3 separate regions of the Anas platyrhynchos genome follow, and regions 2 and 3 are each linked to region 1. Evidence: chromatin contacts called from public Hi-C data. All regions are on one chromosome and are shown on one strand. The core of a region is the stretch at or near the end of the contact, and the rest is flanking DNA. Distances in the headings are between cores, read along the strand shown. Region 1 holds the start of SPRY2 (sprouty RTK signaling antagonist 2). Region 2 has its middle 55 kb from the start of NDFIP2. Region 3 holds the start of RBM26 (RNA binding motif protein 26).

The links. A called contact is a pair of places that touch in the nucleus more often than the background predicts.
Region 2: a Hi-C map of skeletal muscle shows a contact between it and region 1, with 4 times the contacts expected there. The contact joins the enhancer-like site here to the promoter of SPRY2 in region 1. A contact is called at or near these places in 2 of 8 Hi-C or Micro-C datasets (skeletal muscle and subcutaneous adipose tissue).
Region 3: a Hi-C map of subcutaneous adipose tissue shows a contact between it and region 1, with 2.4 times the contacts expected there. The contact joins the promoter of RBM26 here to the promoter of SPRY2 in region 1. A contact is called at or near these places in 2 of 8 Hi-C or Micro-C datasets (skeletal muscle and subcutaneous adipose tissue).

The regions. Positions count from the first base shown.
Region 1 is chr1:161,587,113-161,589,812 of IASCAAS_PekinDuck_T2T, reverse strand. It overlaps SPRY2 (sprouty RTK signaling antagonist 2), which reads right to left and starts at 1,276. Exons shown (of 2, transcript XM_027442997.3): 1 at 126-1,276.
Region 2 is chr1:161,934,310-161,937,098 of IASCAAS_PekinDuck_T2T, reverse strand. No RefSeq gene overlaps it. Among named protein-coding and RNA genes, the nearest start is that of NDFIP2, 55 kb to the left of the region's middle. Within about 2 kb of position 1,273, at least 2 of the 8 cell types and tissues checked have an H3K27ac peak or open chromatin away from gene starts, as enhancers often do. A contact at or near this core is called in subcutaneous adipose tissue, where this site is marked.
Region 3 is chr1:162,032,678-162,035,377 of IASCAAS_PekinDuck_T2T, reverse strand. RBM26 (RNA binding motif protein 26) reads right to left here and starts at 1,283. Exons shown (of 21, transcript XM_038181614.2): 1 at 1,062-1,283. The coding sequence starts at 1,132.

The DNA of each region.
Region 1 (2,700 bases), core at 27-2,526:
GAGAACCTGTGCGAATGGAAAAGGGATCGGCCTCAAACATTTCCACGAGTTTTCTTGGAGCAACCAAGGGGGGGGGGGGGGGGTTACTGAAAAGCTTGTTTTGCAAAGAAGGAAAAGGCTCTCACCGTGATCGCGGCGCTGCACCAAACCCCTCTCTCTCTTGTATTTTCTTCTTCCTGCGGTTTGCAAATAAATCCAGCCCTAAAGCAAAAAAAAATTCTTTTCCAAACTCTGCTTTAGTCCAACTTGCAAATTAGAGTAAGAATGATCACCACGTAAAAAGTCCAGAGCAAAGTTAGGTCCCTATCCCCAGATCGATTATAAATACGTGTGTGCGCGTATATACTATAATAATAATAAAAACACCTCTCCGGATCTGGATGGGTTTTCTTTGCTCCTAAAAACAAATCACTCTCACATACACTTTCCTTTTTTCGTCAATGAACAGGAGGCCGAATCGCCAATACCAAGTCACTTTTTTGTTGTTGTTGCAAATGATCGAGAGGAAGGGGAAAGCCAAAGAAAACAAAATGAAGTGGATCTAAAATAAAATCCCAAAGCTTTCTTCCACTGAGCTCCTCCAAAAAAGCAACTTGTGCAATGTAGCCGTTCTGCTGAGAGGCTGCTCGCTGCAAGCTCCTCTACCCTCTCTCCCTCTAGCTTTCTCGCTCCCTCTGCGAGCGTGTGTTGCAGGCAGCGCTGTGGTTTGCAATCGGGGGGGTGTTTTGGGAGCGCAGCGGATTTGTGGTGGTGGTTGTTGTTGTGTGTTTGGAGGAGGTGGAGGAGGAGGAGGAGGAGGAAGATTTGAGATCTGAGCTGTAGGGGCTCGGCGTTTTTCTGCTCGCTCGCTCTCCCCCTCTCTCTCTTTTTCTTTCCGGAGGAGGTAGGGTGATCTCTCTGCAAAAGCAGCAGTAAATGGCGTCATGTGGATCTGAGGAGGAACAGAGCAGTTGTTGTCCCAGAGGATATATCGCATCCGGTCCCAGCTCATTGGCTCTGCGGGGCTACATTCACTGGCGCTCCCAGCGCCCTGCCAGCACTCCGAGCTGTGGGAGGCATTCAAAAGGGCAGCGCTGCCTCCGCCACCAGCACCGCTGCCACCAGCGCCCCGGCCCCGGCCTGGGGAGCCCCGCAGTCCCGCTCCCGGGGCCCCGCTGCTGCGGCCGCGCCGCCGCCCGGCTCCACCGGAGGCTGCTCCGTGCACGCTCGCACGGCGCTCGGGGCTGCTTTTGTGCTCGCGTGTGTTTATTCAGAGGCAGGCAGCGCTCGCTTTACAGGGCGGCCCAGGGGAGCTGACTTCTCCCGGGCAAGGAGACCCGTTCCCAGGTGCTTCCCTTCCCCCACTCCTGCCCCCCCCCCCCCCCCACACACACTCACTCAGTGGAATAAAACTTTAACTTTCTGTTTCCCCCCCCCCCCCCACAACACCACCCCTTCCTTTTCAGCAACAAGCCCCTGGCCAAGCCGGGGAGGAGGAAGAAGGGCTGCATATTCCTCGGGGCGTTGTGCCGCGGCTGAAAACGCAGGGGTGCGGAGCGGGGCCCCGGGCTCCGCAAGAGTGGGGGTGGTCGGGGGGGGGGGGGGAAAGCAGCAAATCCCCCGCAGGGTTTGCGGCGGGGGCCCGGGCCAGGCTGCTGACAGCGAGCCGCGGTGCTTTCCGTGCCCCGGGCGACGGGGGAGGGGATAGGATTAATTTTTATTTTATTTTATTTTATTTTATTTTATTTTATTTTATTTTATTTTATTTTATTTTATTTTATTTTATTTTATTTTATTTTATTTTATTTTATTTTATTTTATTTTATATTTTTATTTTATTTGTTTTTCTTTATTTCATTTCATTTTACTTTGTTTCCTTTTACTTTACTTGTTTAGGTTGCTTTTTTTAAAAAAGAAAAAAATAAAACTTGGTTGCTGTTGTTCTAGTTAATGCCCTTTCGCCTGTGGGAGCAGCTCCCAAACGTGACTGTTCATCTTCTGAGCGTCCCCTAACACGGTGCCCTTTGGGCGAGCTTCAGTCACCAACTGTCGCAGGGCCCGGGCATCTTGCTCCTACATGTATCTTTAAGCGCGCAAAGCAGTGTATCCACGTAGGCATGCACAGAGTGCTAATATGCCCGTATCACGTGTGGCCCTGCTTAAAATATACACGGCGTGCAGAGCAGTAATGCATTGCATTATTTACATGAGCTACTCTCGGTGCAAAAAAAATCCAACAGCCCTTTTTAAAATACTGGAGGCAATTTGCAGGCACTTCCTCTTCTACACCTGCTAGTCACCACTTTTTGAATGAGGTGGTCGTTATTAATAAACATAGAAGAAGAAGAAAAAAAAAAAAGAGCAGTATAATACACTGACGGCCTTCAGGTTTTCATAATTTTCTAGGTCGGTATCCATTCTTCCGCAGTAACACTGTGCAGCCACACGTTATTTTTCGTAGTCACTTCACGGGAGGATGCATCGGGTAGCACAGGTCCACATTCGTCCTCCCACGGGGACTTCACCAGCATATTCTGGGCACAATGCTGCTGCCCCGGCTCGGATGCTGCCCCCTTCCCGTCCCCACCCTCCTCGCCCCGGGGGAGACGCGGATGGAGCCCCTCTGCCGGAGCCCTGAGGAGCTCAGGGATCGCTTTTAGGGAGGGCTCCCCGCCAGAAGGAGTGCAGGGGTGCGCGGAAGGAGGACGGGGACAGACACAC
Region 2 (2,789 bases), core at 24-2,523, 350 kb before region 1:
AGTATTTAAGTGTTTTTAGGAACCTATGTTTTGGTGTATAGTTCAGGTATACAACAGGTAGAAGCTGAGTTTCTACTGTCAGGATCATTTCTATGTTTACTGTGAAGGAAAATATCATCCCCTGAGTATCCCAGCTCCTGACTGAGTGCTACTGCTAGATTAAAGAGTTAGTTATTCTCTTACCTTCTTTGCTTTGGACCAGCAGTCTCCACACTTGCTGCAGTCAGTCATTCACGTTGGAGGGGAGCACGGGAGGTAACCTAGTGCAAGCTCCTGTTTGAAGCAGGGCCAGTGCTGAGTTCAGATCACATTAGGACTTTGTCAGCTGGGTCAGTGATTTCACACACCCTCTGGACAGTTTGTTCCAGTGCTTCGTTATCCTCATTCATGATCATTACTGACCTAGTTTCCATGAGAGATACGGTCAGTGACTCCTTCCACAGTACCCCACAGCTCTGATCTCTCTCTCTCCTGGCATGTGAATCCCAGGCTTTGGGGCAGGAGGAAGGATGTCTTAGTTACTGAGTAGCCATGCAAACTGCTCAACTGTCAAGTGTAAAGAGGGAGAAAGAGTATTCAATCTCCAATGAACTGCTGACATTTCCAACACTGAAAAAGGGATGGCAGGCCTTCTACTTTTTTCACTGTCAGCTTCCTCAAGGATCTTACTGCCCAGAGCTCTGGATGCTGTAAATTCTCTTAATAGTTCCTAAAATTGTCACTTCTAGGAGGCCTCTTGCTCCCTACATGGTACTTTAGGTTTAAGTACCTAAATCACTTGGAGTGGGATTTATATCATCTAATTTCATTTACTTAAAAGTCTAGTCATTTAGTCTAAGCTATTCATGAAGGATTGCTCTGCAGTCAGATCAAGAGGCTCATCTGCAAATGATGTTTTTTCCATACCCAAAGTTTCCTGTCACAAATGGAGTCAACTGAATCAGTGTTGAAAAGTATTTGGACTGTAAGCTGCACCTTTCAGTACCTTTTAAAGAATGTGCCCTGCAGATTCTTAAGAAAACAATAGCTTTTGGTCACATTGAAGCTTGTTGAAGAGTTTCTCATTTATAGGAAACTGGCTTTTTCTTTCTTTGGCATTCTGTTGAGCAATTTACCCCTGCTTCCAGTGTTCCTGCCCTTTGGGCACATCTGTCCTGTGGCTGAGGATACTATAACTTCCAGAGCTGCCAATTTCTTGGGCTCCCCCAGGATCCTGCCTTGTATTTGGCAGTAGACTTCAGTCTGTGGTGTTTCAAATTAAATGGTTTGGGCGTTGTGAAATCCTGTTTTCCTACTGACTATTTCACAAGTAAATAAGGATCAGCTGTTTGCTCTTTTCTGATCCAAGAACTGAGGGAACATAATGAAGCAAGTATGCAGATGTTGATTTTTTTTTTTTTCTTCACAAAATATGACATTGAGCTGTGGTACTCCTTTCCCCAGTATTTTGGTATATTGCTGTGATTAGAGTGACCAAGTTATTTACAAAGACCAGAGAAATGAGAGAAACAGCTTTCCATGGTTATGCTTCTTTTTGGTATGGCTTGTAGGGTCTGTATGTTTTTGTGATAAAGCTGGCGAGGTGTGTTAAGAGTGCCAAGCAGCGAGCCTCCAGTCAAAATTTGTCATGTTCCCGGCATGTTTACCTAGTTTATGAATGGCATTTGTAGCTGTTATTTCTGGATTAATCACTACTTTAGATAGGCTTTGAGATTTCAGGAGTTCACCTAAGTTCTCTGAGACTTATGGCCTCATTTGACTCTTGGATACTTCTCCCATGAAAGAGATCCATCAGTTGTGAGTCTTAATTGGTAGGATAACATTTGTAGAATAACAAACCCCGCTCCACAAATGCTGTTACGCTGCTAGAAAACACTTTCAAGATATGAGCTACCTGAAGTCTAAATTGAGAGTTTCTGAGAGTTTCTGTGGCTTTTAGTATATTGCTAACAGTGTCACTGGCAGAAAGGGATCCTTGGTGCATGGCCAGTGGTGGAGAGTGGCTTACATCTGCACTACTGCTACCCAGCAGACCTGGAGCGGGCTGGCTGCATCCACACTACATAAGTCCACAGCACGTGGCCTTGACTGTAGTTGAGTCCTAAGTCAGAAGTGTTATTTTTGCATTTGTGTTTTAAGTCAAAGTGTCTGAAATGTGGCCTACACTGCAGCTTTTCAGGCTGGCACTTAGTGTGGAGCAGATGGTCTGCAATATTTTGAAGAGTTCAAAGGTTCAAAGGCTGCCGAGACAGTGTTTGGAGGATTCAGACCTGGTGCAGTCTTAGCCATGCTGCCTTTTGAGAGCATCTTCTGGAGTACAGTTTCTCGCCAGAACTTCATCCAAGTTTGGTCATGGGGAGAGAGCCTAGCTACAGCATCCAAAACAGCGCCGGAGAATGACCTAACAGCTCAGCAGTGCAGAAGATCAGGGCTCCAGTGCTTGCATTCAATCCCCAACTCTTTCATTTAGCAATGTGAACATAACCTTAAAACCTATTTCCATTATGATGCAAAATTACTTAGCTACAAGCTCAAAGAAATTTAGAACAAGCCTCTATACTGTTGAAGAAATTGTGTAGGTTCTCTGTCTCTCAGCTCCAGAAAACTGTTTCAGCTGCTCCAAACTAAGCAGAATTTAAAGGTCTAAATGTTTCAGTCTCTTATAAGAAATTATTCAAAATGCAGTGCCATAAGCTGAAGGACTTGAGGAGTGTTTAATTTTGGCTGCTGGGGAACAGGAGAGCCTACCACAACTCAAAAACTCAAACCTGACCTCCCTGCTGCTCGAC
Region 3 (2,700 bases), core at 34-2,533, 450 kb before region 1:
TGCGCCTTACTCAAGTTATTTCAACATGAGCCATACAAATTGTATGTGTACATACGTATACTTAATTAATGTTTATGGAAGCCATAAACCAAATTTTCCCTCCCCCCCATCCATTACTGTCAGAGGTAATGGCCCATAGGGGCCACGCATCTCAGAAGAAAAGTTAATACCAGAATTAGCTTATAAGCTCTAGTTCTACTGACTCAAATCAAGCTCTAGAAACTTAATATAGCTCTGTTACAATTGTGTTTTGTAATGGTAAGTCAAGAGCATGTTTTGATCTCAAATATCTATAGGCACTATACTTCCAGAAGATGAAACCTTTTAAACTGAGTTCAGGTATTGATGCTATTAAAACATCATCCAGAGAAGGAAGGTGTGTATTACACGGATTATTTGCAGTAGAGTCCTAATTACTCACGTGGATGTTATACTCAGAGGCCCAGCAGGTACTCACAAATAAGCAAATTACTCTCTGGGGCTCCTACTCCCAAGAGCTTGTCAGAACTGATGCAACAGCGAGGGAAACACCAGAGTGTCAAATACTCAAAACGACCACGAATGATGGCTGAAAAATATTGGGGCGCAGACCCCAGAAACGCAAAATGCCTGTAGTATTAGACGTGATCCCTCTCAGAGAAGGGCACCGCACAGGGTGGAAGGCCGTGGCCATTACCCTGGCCTCGCCGGGGGGGAGCTGCGCGGGCTGCACACGCGTTACCTCCCGCTTACTCCGGGCTACAAAGGGAACGAGCACGGGCGCTGCCGATGAACGTGGTCGCTAGGGGGAGAAGCTGCATCCTGAAGAAAAAGACGGTCCTATCCCACCTACCTCCCAGCCGAGGACTGTGCCGGGAGAAGCGGGGGCACGGCACAGCCCCGGGCCCCCACGGAGGGGGACGAGGGGCAGCAGGAGGACACCTCCCGGGGTGCCTTCCCCTCCCCTGAGGATCCCCCTTTTTTTTTTTTTTTCCCCCAAAGGAGGATTTTATTTTGGAGGGGGAGGGAGAGGGGTAGGAGGGGGGCGAGGGAGAGCGAGGGGAAGGGTCGCGGCTACTCACATGGGCTCCAAGGTTTTGCTGAGCCAGGATTTCAGCGCCTCGAAGTTTTCTATGATCATTTTAACCACCATCCAGAGCGGCCCGGGCCCCCCGTCTCAGCCCCCCGGCAGCAGCAGCACCACCACCACGGACAAACAACGACGGCGGCGGGGCCCGTGCCGCCCCCCCGGCCGGGACCCCGGCAGCCGCCGCGCCTCCCCCCCTCGCCCCCCGAGGCTGAGGCCGATCCCGCTCCCGAGGCCGCCTCTCCCGGTTCGGCGGGGGCCCGAGGCCCAGCGCCACGAAGGGGGCGGAACCGAGCGGCGGCGGCTGCTCCCCGCTCCCTCGCCGGCAACCGCGGCCCCGCGGATCCCTTCCCCTTCTTCTTCTTCTCCTTCTTCTTCCCCTCCCCTCCTCCTTCTCTTCCTCCTCTTTCTCGGAGGCGGCCACCGGGCACGACGAGCTCCGGACCGCGCCGCGCCCCCCGCCCCTCCCGCGCCCCTCAGCCGCAGAGCGAGGCGGAACGAGCGAGCGAGCGAGTAGCTAAGATGGCGGCGCGGCGCTCTCGCGAGGAGAGCGGGTCTCGCGAGGGCTGGGCGGCGCGCGGGGACGGGCGGGGGGCGGGGCCGGGCCGGGCCGGGCCGCGGCTGGGGGCTGATGGCGCTGCTGGAGCCTCCTAGGGAAGGAGAAAGGAAGGAAGGGAGGGAGGAGCTCGGTTCTCGCTCCCCCGTGGCACAAAATTTCTCAAGTGTTTACAGATGGAAAATTAAAAAAAAAAAAAGAAGTTTCTTTTAAAAGAAAAAAAAAGTAAAAGTTTCTTTTAAAAAATAAAAGTTCTCAGCATTTTCCTCACCAGATCTTCATGCCCCGTGTTTTTATACTGGTTAGAATAAAGATTACTTTAAAAAAATAAACTTCTCAGCATTTCCCTGACTGATTGGTCACATCCCATGTTTTTATTACTGTTCAAAACCTCGAGGGAGGAGGGAGAGGTATTTTACACCCACCGGTGTCCATCTGGGTAAAAAACACCAATGTGGTCATCAAATCACTAGGGCTGGAAAAGCCCTCTAGGATCATCTGGTCCAACCATCCCCCTACCGCCAGTATCACCCACTAAACCATGTCCCTAAGCACTGCGTCCAACCTTTCTTTGAACACCAGCAGGGACAGTGACACCAACACCTTCCGATCACAGTGTAAACCCTGCCACAGCATGTGGCACTGCTTTTGGGAGCACAATCCCAGCAAAAACACATATTGATCTCAAAATGGAGGTTATCCATACGGTTCAGGCCTCGCAAGGCATGTTGAAGCTCTGCTCCATCTCCCCAGCCTCGGGCTCATGGGTTGGGCCCCCAAGAGGAGAGTCTGCAACAGTATGGGATTGGCCTGTGAGACATCTGAAATAGCAATAGGTGCTACTTATGTTTTTTTGTTTGTTTGTTTTGTTTTTGTTTTTGTTTTTCTGTACCGCACATTGACTGAGTAGTAAACAATAATGCCTGATGTGAGATTTCCTTCCTAGATTCTATCAGACTTCTGAAAGGTTGGCATCAGTCCTGAGAGGAGTGTTTCATATAGTTGATAAACAAAGGCAGATATCCGAGGAAATCATTCACTCTACCTGTCTGAGGACAGAAAGGATGACTATTGAGCT